2 separate regions of the Mus musculus genome follow, and region 2 is linked to region 1. Evidence: chromatin contacts called from public Hi-C data. All regions are on one chromosome and are shown on one strand. Each heading gives the region's core, a stretch centred on a gene start, on an enhancer-like site or on the middle of the called end of the contact. The rest is flanking DNA. Distances are from core to core; before and after follow the strand shown. Region 1 overlaps Aig1 (androgen-induced 1). Region 2 overlaps Hivep2 (human immunodeficiency virus type I enhancer binding protein 2).

What was found. Hi-C and Micro-C count contacts between places; a contact is called where the count stands out from the background.
Region 2: a contact with region 1 is called in a Hi-C map of cerebellar granule neurons, with 2.0 times the contacts expected there. The contact joins two enhancer-like sites. A contact is called at or near these places in 3 of 484 Hi-C or Micro-C datasets (cerebellar granule neurons and cerebellum).

The regions. Positions count from the first base shown.
Region 1 is chr10:13,710,615-13,718,078 of GRCm38.p6, forward strand. All of the region lies in intron 3 of Aig1 (androgen-induced 1), which reads right to left. Among named protein-coding and RNA genes, the nearest start is that of Aig1, 150 kb to the right of the region's middle. Within about 2 kb of position 4,082, at least 45 of the 459 cell types and tissues checked have an H3K27ac peak or open chromatin away from gene starts, as enhancers often do. A contact at or near this core is called in cerebellar granule neurons, where this site is marked.
Region 2 is chr10:14,082,015-14,088,981 of GRCm38.p6, forward strand. All of the region lies in intron 2 of Hivep2 (human immunodeficiency virus type I enhancer binding protein 2), which reads left to right. Among named protein-coding and RNA genes, the nearest start is that of Gm51759, 42 kb to the right of the region's middle. Within about 2 kb of position 3,322, at least 161 of the 459 cell types and tissues checked have an H3K27ac peak or open chromatin away from gene starts, as enhancers often do. A contact at or near this core is called in cerebellar granule neurons, where this site is marked.

The DNA of each region.
Region 1 (7,464 bases), core at 2,832-5,331:
GAGAGACTGCTCAATAGTGACGTGCACAACAGACCACTGGTTCCAAGGACTCACTTCAGACAGCTCACAGTCAGCTGTAATCCCACTCACGGGTAGTGGTGGTGCTGGTATCCTCTTCTGGCCTCTGAAGGGACCTACCAGCATGTACACATATATACACATAGACACACATACATGTGTAAGTAAACTAAAAAACAAAATCAAAGAAAGACAGGGAAAATTAAGGTGACATGGGAATGAGAAAATGGTCTGACTGAAGTCTCTATTCAGTCAGGAATACCGATGCATCTGACAAAGTCCACTGTGAAGATGGACTCTATAGAAATGGTTCTTTTATAATAATATTTAAAATACATGACAGAAAACCAGGCTGAAACCTTAAGAGTAGGTGACTTTGAGTTGAACCTTACTCCAAGACTCCCAAACGAGGAGAGAAACTTTATTTGTAGTCAAAACTCATGCTTGACTTCCTTCCCACTTACACATGATGACGATCCCGCAGCCTGTCTAAGCTGGACTCTTAGATTATGAGCCTAGAATGACAAGCATGCCTCAGAAACCAGGCCATGATGCCACTCACCAAACAAACAAACAAACAAACAAGATAAACCACCACTAACAACAACAAAAACAAAACCAGAAAGAAAAAGAAAAGTGTCCTAAAAGTCAATCCCTTGAACATTGTAACTTCGAAGACACCAAAGTTGTGAACATGGCTGTTTCTGTGACACTGGAGTGGCTCTTTTGGGATGCCTATCTCGATGTCTTGAATGTGCACTGTTCTTTCCCTAAGAACCACCCCCACCGACTAACAGTCATGTTTAAATCTATGGTAAAACCGCTTCTTAATTAATTCCAGCTTTTCTTCATTCCGACTTGTACTGAAATTCTTGTCTGTGGTGAAGTCACAAATCCAGGCCTCCTGTTAAAAGAGGTCTCTCAGAAGATCTCCCCTGCCCCGCCCCCAGTCTCCTCAGGTAGCAGCACTAAGCTGTGTCTCCTGTGCCCACTACCGCTGGCCTAAGAGCTGAAGTGTGCTTCTCTCTCAAGTGCCGTTCTTGCTCTGACCAGTGTACTTCCCTGACCTCACCTGTTCTCACTTTGATAGCAAAGAATCTAAGATATGTGGCAGTTATTTAAGAAGAGAGAAGGGTGAACTGGAGGCTAACTTTGAGCCTTGAGAATTACTGTAGTCTCAGAAAAGGAGAAGTGGGGTAGAGACCAACCATGGAAGAAAGACTACTCGAGATGTTTCAGACAAGGAACATGATGGAGTAGATGGACTAGGCATAAGAGTTCCTAGATCATGGATGTAATGAAAGAGAGTTACGGAGTCTGGCAAGAGCGGGACACCATCCTATAGCGATAAGCACTCTGTGGGTTATGAAGGAGAAACTGGCTGAAACCATCAACTAGTTCAATAAATGTTATGAGAAATTCATGAAGATGATCCCAAGAGTAGAGAATGGCTGATTGGGAGAAATAAGAGTGATTAAATATTCCCGGCATTAAGGAAAGACAAGCCATTGGACACAGCCAAGATGTGGACTCTGAGAACCCTTTTCTACACCCTAACTCACCAAGGATGGTGACCTGACCCTCAGTCGTGCTTGAAGAATGTGTGCATAGATGTTGATATGCTTCACGCCTTGTGCATGCACGTTTTACAAAATGAGGAGGGGAGGGGAAGAAGTGGAGGGGAGGGGAAGCAGGAAGGAGAGAAGGAGGGAGGGAAGGAAGAGAGTGGAGGGAAAGAAGTAGGGGAGGAGGGAAGGAGAGAAGGGGAAGGGAGGGAGGGGAGTGAAGGGAAAGGGAAGGGGTAGGGGTAAGTGAAAGGTCAGCAAGCATAAGGCTTTCTGGCTCCCAGGTGAATGGCTCGGGCTTAAGTGCTTTGAGCCCCGCTTGAATTGGTTCTTGATTGGATTGTCCTTGATTAGTTAATGGTCACCTTTGCGCCTTTACTGAGGTATAATTGACAGAGGGGCACTGAATACAACTTGATGTTTCGACAAATGTATACACCGTAAAAATCATTGTCCAAATCAGGGTAACCAACATATCCATCACTGCGTGTAAGTGTTGCGGGGAGTGTGTGGGTGCCCGTGAGCGTGTGTGCACATGTAAGTGCGAGATTCAGGTTCCTTGATTAACTCAGATTAGGCCACCTTGGAGGACTTGAGTTTAATACAAAGTGACTAGGCCGAATTCTTATTTTTATTTCCTTTTAATCCATCACCCTCAGAGTATCCCAGATAGGCAGGATTCTAAGTCAGGATAAAGAAAAGAAATGTCACAGAGTGACACTTAGCAGCGCTGGCTTGGTGACACCTAATCCTTAGTAAAGGAAATCAAACGTGAATGCGAAGGCTGCAGCTCACAGCCTCTCAGGGACAGATGGGAAGAAGTCAACTCAGAATTAGCAGGTACAAGTGACTTCCTAATGGCAAGCATTCTTTCCTGGAGTGAGGGCATGGGTGGGGACCCACCTTGCAGACACACAGGGGATGCAGAAAGCACAAGCCTGACTTTCTGTCATTGTAAGTTCACAGGGAGGGCAGAGGGATGCCTGGTCCTTTCTGCAGGTCTCTCAGAAATCCATCTCCTCCTAGTGAAGTAGATTGTAGGCAGCCCTTGCCAAACTTAAATTGCATCCATGTTACAGAGGAAAGAGGCTTTAGCACATTCCTTTGGGGAATGGGAGCAATTTATTTTGTTTGTTTCTAATGGAGAGGGTTAGTTCCAGAATCTCACTGTGAGGTCTGAGAGTAAGTTGAAGACCGCCAGGCAACAAGAGGGGGAGAGAGAAATAGAATGACGAGAGGCTCTTGGGCTTTATCAGGTGATGGAGACAGCAGGAGCACCCAGTTTTAAAGCCAAGGCATAAAGTACCATTCTTGACTTTACATCAGGAATACATTAAGCCCAATACCGTATGACTGGGCATGCTTTCCCAATTCTATGATTTAGAAAATAGGTGAGAGAGAGAGAGAGAGAGAGAGAGGGCGGGGGAGAGGGAGAGAATGAGTGTGTTTATGTGATTGTGAGCATGAGTGAGAACAGGTGTGTGTTTGTGTGTGCATGTGTATTTGTTTGCATGTAGAAGCCAGGCACAGACAGGGGTGTCTCCCTACATCACTCTCTGCTTTAGTTTTTGAGGCAGGGTCTCCCACTGAACTTGAAGCTTACCAGTTTCGATAGCTGACAGGCCATCTAGACTCCAGATCTGCCCACCTCTACCTGACTCTGAGTCCCTGTTGTACACAGGGACTGTGGTTCCAAACTCAGGTTCTTATTGCTGGAGCAGCACACAGTTCACCAGCAGCACCACCTGCCTTCCTAGCCCGGATGATTGCTTTTGGTTTTCAAATGAACCCATCTCCACAACTCAGCACAATTGACTGTAGCAACTTTGGGGTAGTGTGGGGCAGGTGCGTGCGTGTGCATGTGTGTGTGCGTGTGTGTGTTTGTGTGTGTGTGTTGCTTTGTTTTTCTCTCCTTGCCACTCAGATAGCTCTGGGCTTGTGGCTTGCCTGCCTTTTGAGGAAAGAGAAAGAACACAAACGAAAATGACCCGGGCGATAATGTGAATCTGAAAAGACTGCGACTTCCTAGCGTGTAACTGGGGATTAGGAAACATCAAGACAAAAGCTCTCATCTACTGGTCTCCCTGGAAAACTGATTTTACAATATAATTTACTTCTGAAGGGTGGGCTCTGTCTCCTCCTAGGAGAGGGGTCTTGTCACAGAAAGCAGAGAACATCAGCACATGGCCTCAAAGATTAACACGGGTGGCGTAAATAAGAAAAACATCTCCCTTTCAGCCTTCCCAAGCCTCTAATGAGACCCTGGCAGCTTCAGTGATATATGGCCTTTTTTTTTTTTTTTTTTTTTTTTTTTTTTTTTTTAGTTTCAGCAGAAAGCAGTATGCTTTGGGTCTTCAGAATACTGTTTGATAGCTTCACAGAAACCAATCAATAACATCCAGGTAACATTTTCTGCAAGGCACATAAATCCTGGCCTAGGGAGCCCAGCTGTTGTGAAATTCTGGATGGGTTCCAGTTTCCACCCAGGGAGTCTCAAGGCAACGATCCTGAATGTGGGGCTTTGTCTGGATTTCAAGGGAACATAATCGGGTGACATCTGGTCCCCCACCTTGTGCTGGCTCGGCCACACTTCATCCGCCATGGCTCTGGGCACCTCCTGCAGGGTTTCCTGTGAGTGCCAAGCACCAGAGCCCTGCCAGTCACCAGCTGCCAATCAGTTTTTCACAGTGGGGGACAAAAAGCAAACTTGGGGCCTTGACGATGCCTGCTGGGAACAACTCATAAAAATGATCTTCAAATGTAATTTGGATCCCTCTGCCCCACACGTTACCGGACATCGGACAAAAGAGAATTTACAAAAATAACTGACGGGAGGAAAAAGGATCTGTGGAGAGCAAGGAAAAGGACCAGAAAAGAGCAGTGTGGGGCACAAGCTGGTGGAGAGGTAAGGAATGAGTGGGAGTGAATGATAAACACACAGAAGGGCATGCTCCCATGCAACAGCTAGCAGTTTCACACGCAAATCCTCGGACTTTTCTTTTCAAATAAAAGCGCATGCTGATGCAAGGATGAGGTGAAAACCCTGTGGCTGTGGTCACTGGAGAAAGAATATAACACAGCCAGCAGCTTGACAGCACATTTCCCTATTACACATGATCTTAAACCCCATTCCAAGGACTGCCATTCAAGTTCTGGAAATCTAAGCTAAAGAAATAATCATTCGTCTACGAAAAACAAACAAACAAACAAACAAACAAACACAAGATAAAATACAGACTTCCTCAGCTACAGCAGCAAAGGTGTTTCCCCATGCTTTACACACTAGCAAAATTATTTTTAAAACATTATCTTAATTATCCCTAAGGAGTGAATCGTTCTTAAACTAAGATATGGCTAATTATGAACTAACAAGATATTTAAAAATGTTTAGACACTGAAAAATAGTTATCCAATTGAGTTTCCTCGAACTTCCTTGTAAAACACTCTACAATGAATGCACTTATAATAGCAGCAGCGAGGAGCGTCGAGCGCTCCTCTTTCTGTTCATATGTGTGCACACAGGTGTGTGTGTCATGGAGCAAGTGTGGAGGTCAGAGGGTGGCTTGTGGGACACAATTCTCACCTTCCACCACATGAGTCCAAGGGACTGAGCTCAGGTTTCGGGTGTGGCAGCAAAAATCTTTCCCTGCTGAGCCTTCTTGTTGGCCCTGTTACATATACATATTAGGTGTTTTTTACTTTGTGTGTATAACACCATTGGTAGTAGTATTATAGATAAACTAATAAAAGTCCATGAATACATTAGACCTTTATAGGAAAATGAGGAAGAGAGCATTTTTAAAGAGACAGAAACATGAAGAAACAGGACAAGGCTTAGACTATTCACTGAGAAAAGTCAGGAAGTGAGAGAGCAAATGGGAAAATTCTCAAAGCAAAAATAAACTAGGGTGAGAAGGAAAACCTAGTATCAGACACACAGAGAACAAACAGGAAACATTATCAGATTCAAGTGCAGCAATTTCACATAGGTCACCTTTTCCTCTCAAAGGGAACTGGTTAAAGGTTGTTCTTGTGATGCTAGCATAAGTCCATATTGACCTTTCAACACATAAGAGTCCAGGACAACCTGGCTCAGGGCACTTGCCCACAAGTAATTTTCCCTTACATGTACAAAATCATGACCCAAAGAGTCATTACAAGTTCCAGTGGGTCTCGTGGGACACCAGTGCCCTAATACACACTTGGGTGGCTGCCAGCCTGATGATTAGCCCCGCTTGTTGCTGATGTTTGTTTTGTAAGAATATACTTCAGGATAGCCATGCATATGTTTTGATGTGGAACAGCAAAAGGAGAACACTAGAAAGGATTACAATAACTATTTATATTAAAACATTCTGAAAGAGTGACCACAAAGCCAAGACAGAAAAGTGCAAATTGCCTGACTTTTGTCTGTGGTTCCACTGCAACCGTATTCTATCCCTAGACTAGTCCCCTGGGATACCCTAATGGAGTCATTCATTATTGTATGTTCGAAATATCTACTTGCTAGATTATAAACGTTTAAAAAAAAAAAAAAAAGGAAAGGCCAGAAGGAAGCTGGGGTGGTGCGTTTGGTAAAGTGCTTGCTATACAAGCATAATGGCCCTGCTTCAAATCCCCAGCACCTAGGGTCGGGTGGGGAAGAGGGAAAGCTACTTGTCAGAGTGTGTCTGAAATCCCAGTATGGGTGTGTGTGTGTTGGGGGGGGGGGCAAAAACTGGTGGTTCCCTAGGGCTCACAAGTAGCCAGTCCTGCTGAATCAGTGAGCTTCAGGTTCAGTGAAAGACTTCACCTTAAACTAAAAGAGTAATTGAGAAAGACTCTAAAGGCTGATCTCTGTGTGTACATGTAGTCACACCTACACAAACACATGCACCCACAGATGCACCCAAACACCCACAGATACACACATACACTCACACACATAGCCACACACCCTCACACATATATAGACACACACTGAGATACAGACAAACACACATACATATCCTCTCACACAGAGACACACAGAGACTCACTCACACACAGACATACACACCTACACAGACTCATACACATGTACACATACAGAGACAGACAGAGACATACACACATACACTCATACACATGCTCACACAGACATACACGTATAACATACAGAGACACATTCACACACGCACACTCATACTCAGACACACACACTCACACATACTTATACACACACAGTCACAGACACAGGTATACTCAGACACACACACACACACTCATACACAGACACACATACACTCATACATACTCATACACACAGAGAGACACAGCCATACACTCCTGCACACACAGAGATACACACACATAGATATACAGACACAGATTCTTCAGTTCCTGTTGTTGCAGTTGACTCCCTCTTCTTAACCCATGTAAAATCCCTTCTATCATTCCAGAAGCCTGGCAGCTACCCTACTTGAAACTTGCATGTTTCATGTAGTAAGTTAATATGCTACTTGGCAATGGTTTCCTCCATTTACAGGTAATGGCTTCTCAGAATTCCCTTGTTTTTGCTCTGTCCCCATTTTTCCTTGCAGCTTGAAAAATCTATGACAAGATAAATTAGGGACCTCTTGTCTTCCAGCTCTGCCACAGCTTAAGCAGGGGATTTGAGTAAGCCAGGGCCGCCCCTGCTGCTAGTGATCCCCCCTGCCTCTCACACACAGATGGAGTCTTCAACTTTTAAAGGGGTACCTTGGAAACAATGCCACTGTGCTTTGAAGGGATAAAATATTTGATATTTTCTATGATATACGGATTGGGCAAGCCATCTGCTTTCCCCGGGCACGGCTAAAATTCACAAGTAGATTTCATAAACGGATGCTTTTACTAAGTGATATTAGGAAAGAACACTTTG
Region 2 (6,967 bases), core at 2,072-4,571, 370 kb after region 1:
ATGGCCACAGCTAGGTACTGTGTCCTTCTTTGAACCAGAGCATTGGGCTGCTTAAACCTGTATACTCGGAATGGTGTCTATTTACATACTCTTCAATGTCACAACCTTGCAAACCTTCAGGCCATTCATTCCAGCTATTTTTTGTTTTAATTGGTGCAAAGAGATTAAGGCAAAAGGATCCCCCAGGAGCCTAAACATGTGTAGTCATGGTTTAATATTAGAGGTACCTGGATGCTGGTGATAAAGGTGCCATGTGGTTTCAGTACATTTTGTGTATTGTGTATAGTGTGTATAGTGTGTGTGTGTGTGTGTGTGTGTGTGTGTGTGTGTGTGTGGCACGTGGGCCTTCTAAAGCATGAGATTCAGAGCCCAGAACTTGTCTTGCTTGGGCACAGGGCTCTGTTGGCCATGGGGCATCTGGGCATTAGCATTCTTGCTGCGGGCACCATCTGCAGAGGCAGCAGAGGGCTATCTTCCTGAGGACACTAGGGGAGCTGGCCCAGGAAGGAGGAAGCAGCAGATGGTGTTGTGACTGGCTGTCAGACTGCCTGTGGGCTCTTCGAAGGTTCCCTTGCTGGAGTCCTAGAAATACTTAGTTGGGACTTTTCAAGGGGACCAGAGGTCCTGTGTGAGCAGGAACAAAACTTGTAGTTAATTGGTGTTAATGTTGCTACATATGTACTTGCCTGGATGCTGGGATGGTCTGGTTGTGTCAGCAGTCCATTTCCAAGTCAGTAAATCCTCCCTTCTTTTCTGTCATAGGGAAAAGGAAGGCCATTTCTAGCAATGTTTTTCTCTTATGATTGCAAAGGAGAAGAATGGTTTTATTTCTCTTTGCAACTGTTCTCCATGAAGAAATAAGGGACATAACTCAGTGACTGTAGCTAGATGAAACAATCATGGGGCTTATCATTATCCAAGGGTGGGACTCTCACATGCAAATGGAGAGAATTCAGTTAAAGAAAACAATGGCTAGGTCTCACTAACCTCCTAGCTGCCTGTTCGCCTTCCTGCCTTCCTTTATTAGAGGAAGAGCCAATCAAGGTAGCTATAGCAGCATCCCTGGCTTTGCTGTCAGCCAAGGTCATAGCTGCTAGCCCTCTCTGTTCACAAAATGTCTTTATGACATAACAAGTCAAGATGATGCAGGCATTAGACATATGTACCATCTCTTGTTCATAATTGCTAACGAAGACTTTAAACTTCACTTGTAATTTGGATATGGATGTCTCATAATAATTTTTTAAAAAGTAATCCAGTTTTTTTCCTGTTGCATAGTTAAAAATATTATGCCCTGCAGGGCCCACAGACATCAGATAGGGAAAGAGAACAGAACTGATTTCATGTATATATCAGGAGCATTTATTCGTTCATTCATTCATTCATGCACTCATTCATTCATTCTGGATAGGGATTGATTGGTTGAGTTTTGTTCTCAATTCCAATAAAGGCAAAATAAATACTCACAAATGCATTTTCCTGAGAGTGCTCAACAACATCTTGCCCTTCTTTTCTGCTTCTGTCTCTCTTCTCCCTCCTTGACAGTGGAACTCCCAGGGAAGCAGGCAGATAAGGAAAGCTCAGAGACTCTTGCTCTCTCTTGCTCCTCTCTTGCTCTCCTGCCCTTGCTCTGTCCTCTGTCCTCTCGCCTCTTCCACCGTCTCTCTCTGTGTTCTCATGACCGGTCTCTACTCCTCTACTTCTCTACTCTCTCTCTCCCCGTCTGCCTTTCTTTGACTCTACTACCCTCTTAACTCCCCTCCCCATGCCCTTAATAAACTCTATTCTATAAAAAAAGGAGAGCTCAGAGAAACAGGAACCAAACCCTCTCCTTCGTGTTCTTTCTGGGTCTCTCCCGAAGTCTTGGTGGCATCCGCAGTTCACTTTCATATCAGTAAATACTCTCATTGGCATAGGTACTAAAAGGATTCTTCTAGAAATCCATTGATTGGAGAGGGTAGGAATGGTTTTATTTCTCTCTTTGACTCTTGTCTGTGAGGGAGCAGAAAGACGGTCATGGCAGCAAGAGGATGGAGAAGTCCTAGGCCACACAAAGACCCATGTTGTACCATAACACATCAAGGCCTTAGGGCCTGGTAGAAGAGGAAGTCAAAGAACTTTCCTTTCTTCACCATGTGACCTTCTGCCATTTCACCTGATTTTCATGTCAATAAATGGGCACCTTTGTCTTCATCAGGAAGTCTTTGACTATGATGAAGTCCATGCCCATGCAGGTCTTGATGGCTCCTCCTGCCTGCGCTTTCTAGGCCTAGCAGAAGTGATGAGTTGTGACAGTCTTCAGGAGTGCTTGCCCCAGTGTCACCCATCATTACATGCTTGTCCTACTAGTACCAATAAAAAAAGTTATTAACCCCAGATTATTTAATTCATTTTTAATGGGCATATTCAAATCTATGCATGTCTTCCCTTATGGTTGACACATCTTTTCAAAAATACAATGAGCTTGCTTAAATGAATTCAGGAACTCTTCCCATGTTATGTCTCTCTGACTTTTAGATGAATCTTAAGTCAGAAACATCAACTGAAAAATACAGACCTAATGGCCTGGTAAAGGTGGCCACTTTAAAGGTGGTAAATGGTGCCAATTTAAAGCACCAAGTAATTCTAATGGAGCCATTACTTTTATCTCCATTTAACAGATTAGAAAAGTGAGGCACAGAGAGGTTAGGTAGTTCACCTGATGCTATGATTTGTTCATTGAGTGTGGGATATGATTCAAAGCTGATATTCTGGCCCAGATCCGCATGATCTGGCCTGGATGTCGCATGCCTCTTGTTATTACATCAGTGCTGTACACCAGGGTTTCTTTGGATTGCGGAATGAGTGTGTCTGTAAGAAGGGAGCCTTTGGATGGTCTGTGGTGTTGTCTATGTAGTCTTAGGAGGGCCTCTCCCCGTCTCTCTGAAAGATACTGTTGTCATTTGGTTCTAAGCCTGTTCCACTTTATTGCCTTTTAGTATGAGGGCAGGAAAAACAGGTTCTTACTTAAAATTGGAGTTGTTATGGAAGGTGCCAGGTTTGGACTGTCTTCGTATTTCAGGGATGTGACAAGCCTTTGCTATTGAAGCTTTCTAGTTGGCAGCGTTAGTAGGTGCACGTTGACATTTCTGTCTACATTCCTGTGTCTTAGAGGGAAAATAAGTTTGCCAGTGTTTATCTTCCTGAGTATTACTTGACATTAGTGCTGCCCGAGAAGCCAAACTTGCTTGAACCAGTCACCCAGATGGCCAGACTGGGTGGCGAACCTGCCTTAACGATGCTCGGCGGTTGACACGTGGGGCTGTGAGGTGTGCTGCTCCCTCGTCTGTGCCAGGCATGCAGAGCGTGTTCTTTGATGGGGTGAGACAGATGGTACCCTGCAATCTAAAATGATGAGGCAGGAAAGAAAAGTTGAAAAAAAAAGTAGAGAAAGGGCATTTGATTTTCTAATTCACATTTCGGAAGTGAATTCGAGCCTCTGTGATTGACTAACACATGCAGTGTTGCTCTAAGACATGAATCCATTAGCGTCTGTTTGAACAGATCTGAGTAATCGGCAGGAAGCAAGCTTTTCCTTCATGGCTACTGTCCCAAATTTCATGGGGTTGCCTCCAGATCCAGATTTGGGCCCTTGAAAGACAGCGCAGATCAATCTAGATTTTCAGAGTAACACATCCCATACCACCCATCTCAACCAACAGAGGACAAAGGGCTGACTTTCATTTTCATGCTAGAATATATATTTAGATATTTCTACACATACATGTATCAATAGGAGTGGGGGGGGGGGGTACAAGTGCCTGGCGAAGTAGCCATGATAAGGATAATTAATCAGTCTTCATACAGCTGCTTCCTGACATTTCTGCAAATCGTTGTGGAAAAATTAATGAAGGTTAAATCAGTAATGGTTTCAAGCTTGGCCAGTGGAAAGTATGACACTGTTTCCATCAGCAAGTAAGTTGGGCTGCTTTTTTTTTTTTTTTTTTTCTTTCTTTCTATAGGGGAAGTGGTTTGCTGTGCATTCTTCACAGGAACTGGAAAGGCGCAGCTGGCCTGTGTGTGCTGCAGGTATGCAGGAGCATTCTGGGAGTGCTCCACTGACTGCCTTTGATCGACGGCACTGACTTGCCTCTTGTGCCGCTTGTAGAACAGGAATATTCTTTCTACAAGTTTTATTTGAAAGATCCAGTGAGAACGCAGGCCTTCTGTTGGCCTGCCATCCAGAGAGGCCGATGCTCTGTGAATGTGAACTTTAGGAGGTAGAGTGTGGAATTTATGACAAACAGAAAGTGAAACTCACCTCGTCCAGTTTATTTTTCAAGCTGAAGGTGGTTCAGCACAAGCCCAGTTCACATCCTGCGTAACCCTATGGGATTTCCCCAGCAGTAGTTAAAAATTTTCCCATAGGGTCACACAGGATGTGAATTAAGTAAACACTTAACAGGCACGATGAAAGGAAATCAGCTTTCTAAATGGTCCTTTCACTGTTAGCATCCTGTCCTTATTAGAAACCTGGGTAAGGGCCACGCAAGTGTCTCTTTCTCAAGCCATGACATTATTAATTGAATGTATTAATCTTCTTTGTTACATAAGACATGCATTTTCTTATAGAAGAAACGGAATCTCTCATGGGCATTTTTCATGTGTGTTTGACTTGTATGTGTGGGGGCTGGTTGTATATATGAGTGTGTCCGTTTGCATTGAGGCCAGAAAGCAACCTCAAGTGTCATACATACACCTTATCTTTTTGAGGCAGGGTCTCTCGTGGACACTATGCCATGTCTCTTTAGCTGTCTTCTTCAGTGTCACCTTCAAGTGGTGGCAGTAGAGGAAAATCAAGCTCTATAGCCTGGCAAATAACCCAGGCCCAGTACATCTTTATTACCATCTATTAAATACATCTATCTATATTATTTATATCAGTATTATCTATCTATCTATCTATCTATCTATCTATCTATCTATCTATCTATCTATCTATCTATCTAATTATGAGGTACAGATGAATAGATAGATGAAAGTTATATAGATATAATTTTGATCTACCTATTATGTCCTCATCTGTGCTTTGAGATCTAATTTAAATGTCACTTCTTAATATACCTTTTTTTTTTTTTTTTGTGCAGTTCCTCCGGGTACCTAAAACATACACATTTTGCCCATGGTGTTCCTCTACTGGTTTAGATAATTCTTTACTCTTAAATTATGTTAGCTCTCACCATTCACATGGAAAAGTGTGAATTTAGTGATCTTACACTTATTGGTAAAGTTTTATTTCTCTTTTTGTAAGACACACTCAACATAAAGTCCAGCTTAGTACTAAAGATACTGTGCACTTCCTGTACACAATGCTGGGAAGGGGCCAGCGTTTGCTGGAAGTGGAAGAATTTAGGTCTGACCCTGGGGTTGTTACTACATGGTAACTGCCTGTCATCTCTGAATGAACAAAGCATTACTCTACAGGGAAAGTGAAATAAGTAAGAATGGGGTTCTGAAAGTGTGCTTTCTACCACCGAGCCGCAGCCAAGCGTTTTTGTGGGAAGGGGTGGAGGTGTATACATGTATGTGTGCATGCTTATGTGCAGCCCGAAGACAATCTTTCATTTCTCACTGCCATTTACCTGGCTTTTTCCAGTTAAGGTTTCCACCGAGGTTAGGACCTTCGGTGTAACTGATTCTCTTAGACTTACTGACTAGCAATTCCAGAGAGTCTCCTGTCTTTGCTAACACTGTGAGTTTTTTATATGAGTTCTGGGGAATAAATTTAGGTTCCCATGCTTGTATAATAAGCACTTTACACACTGAGCTATCTACCCGGGCCCAAGTGTGCTTTTTTTTTTTTTTTTTTTTGTTAAGCTCTAGCCACTACTGTCATAGTACCTTATTTAGAATTTTCCAGTTGGCTAATTACCAAGCGATCTTTAAAGGCAGGCACTGTTAGGTTTCTGAAACATATAGACCATCTGAGTCTCAGGAGAAAATTCAGGTTTTCTCCAGAGGTAAGTTCATGCTTTCGTTTTACTACGACGGAATGTCTTTTGAAGGTCACACAGATCCACTTGCTCTGGGATTGTTGATTTCCTTCAAGGGTAGAGGCAGTACTCTTCAGCTCCATTCCACAAGGACCTCCTCTTGAGCTGCTCAGGCCTGACTCATTCAGCAGACCCCAATCCTCTTCCTGTTTGCCCATCATTCGCCCTCCCCATCTCCTCACCTCTTCCCCACCCTTCCCCTTTTCTTTCTCCATATTCCTTGATGCCACTGAGAAAAAAAAGTAGGGAATTTAAATAAACATTTATCTAGAATCAGATTGCCTTAATCTCTGATGGCAGCCAATTCTTTTCTTTGCTGTTGTAGACTGATTGTTTCCAAGCAGTAAATTATGATTTAGAGTCCTGAGCACGAGAGACTTTGAACCAAGGAAGCTTCCGAGGAGGGTAAAGTGTCTACTGTTGTTGGAGGTCTTAGATCCAGTTTGTGTGGTATAAATGGCAAGTTAGTGTAAGAGAGAAAAATGCAGGGGGTAATGGATAGTATTGGACGACCTGGGTCTTTGAGAGAGAGAAGCCGTCTGCCCTAATATGCAGAGTGCTAGAAAACCATGAACACCACATGGGAAGAGGTGGTGTGTAGGAAGAGCATAGTGCGGTGGGAAGGTCTTCATAAATGAGGCTGGAAATCTGGACAGGTGCTAAGAGTGTGGAGTGAACTGGAGATTGTCAACAATTGAAAGGGGATATGATTACAGAGGCTTGTGCCTATGCAATGTAATTAAAGAAGTTAATTAAGGAAATTCAAGAAAGAAACAAAACAAAACAAAACAAAACAAAACAAAACAAAACAAAACAAAACAAAACTACATGCTGGTCATGGCCGAACTGAAGGCAAATAAGAGCAGAGTTGGAGACTTTGCTCATTAAATCATTGTCGTGAGCCCCTGGCTCTCCTGAGATGCATAACTGTTGTT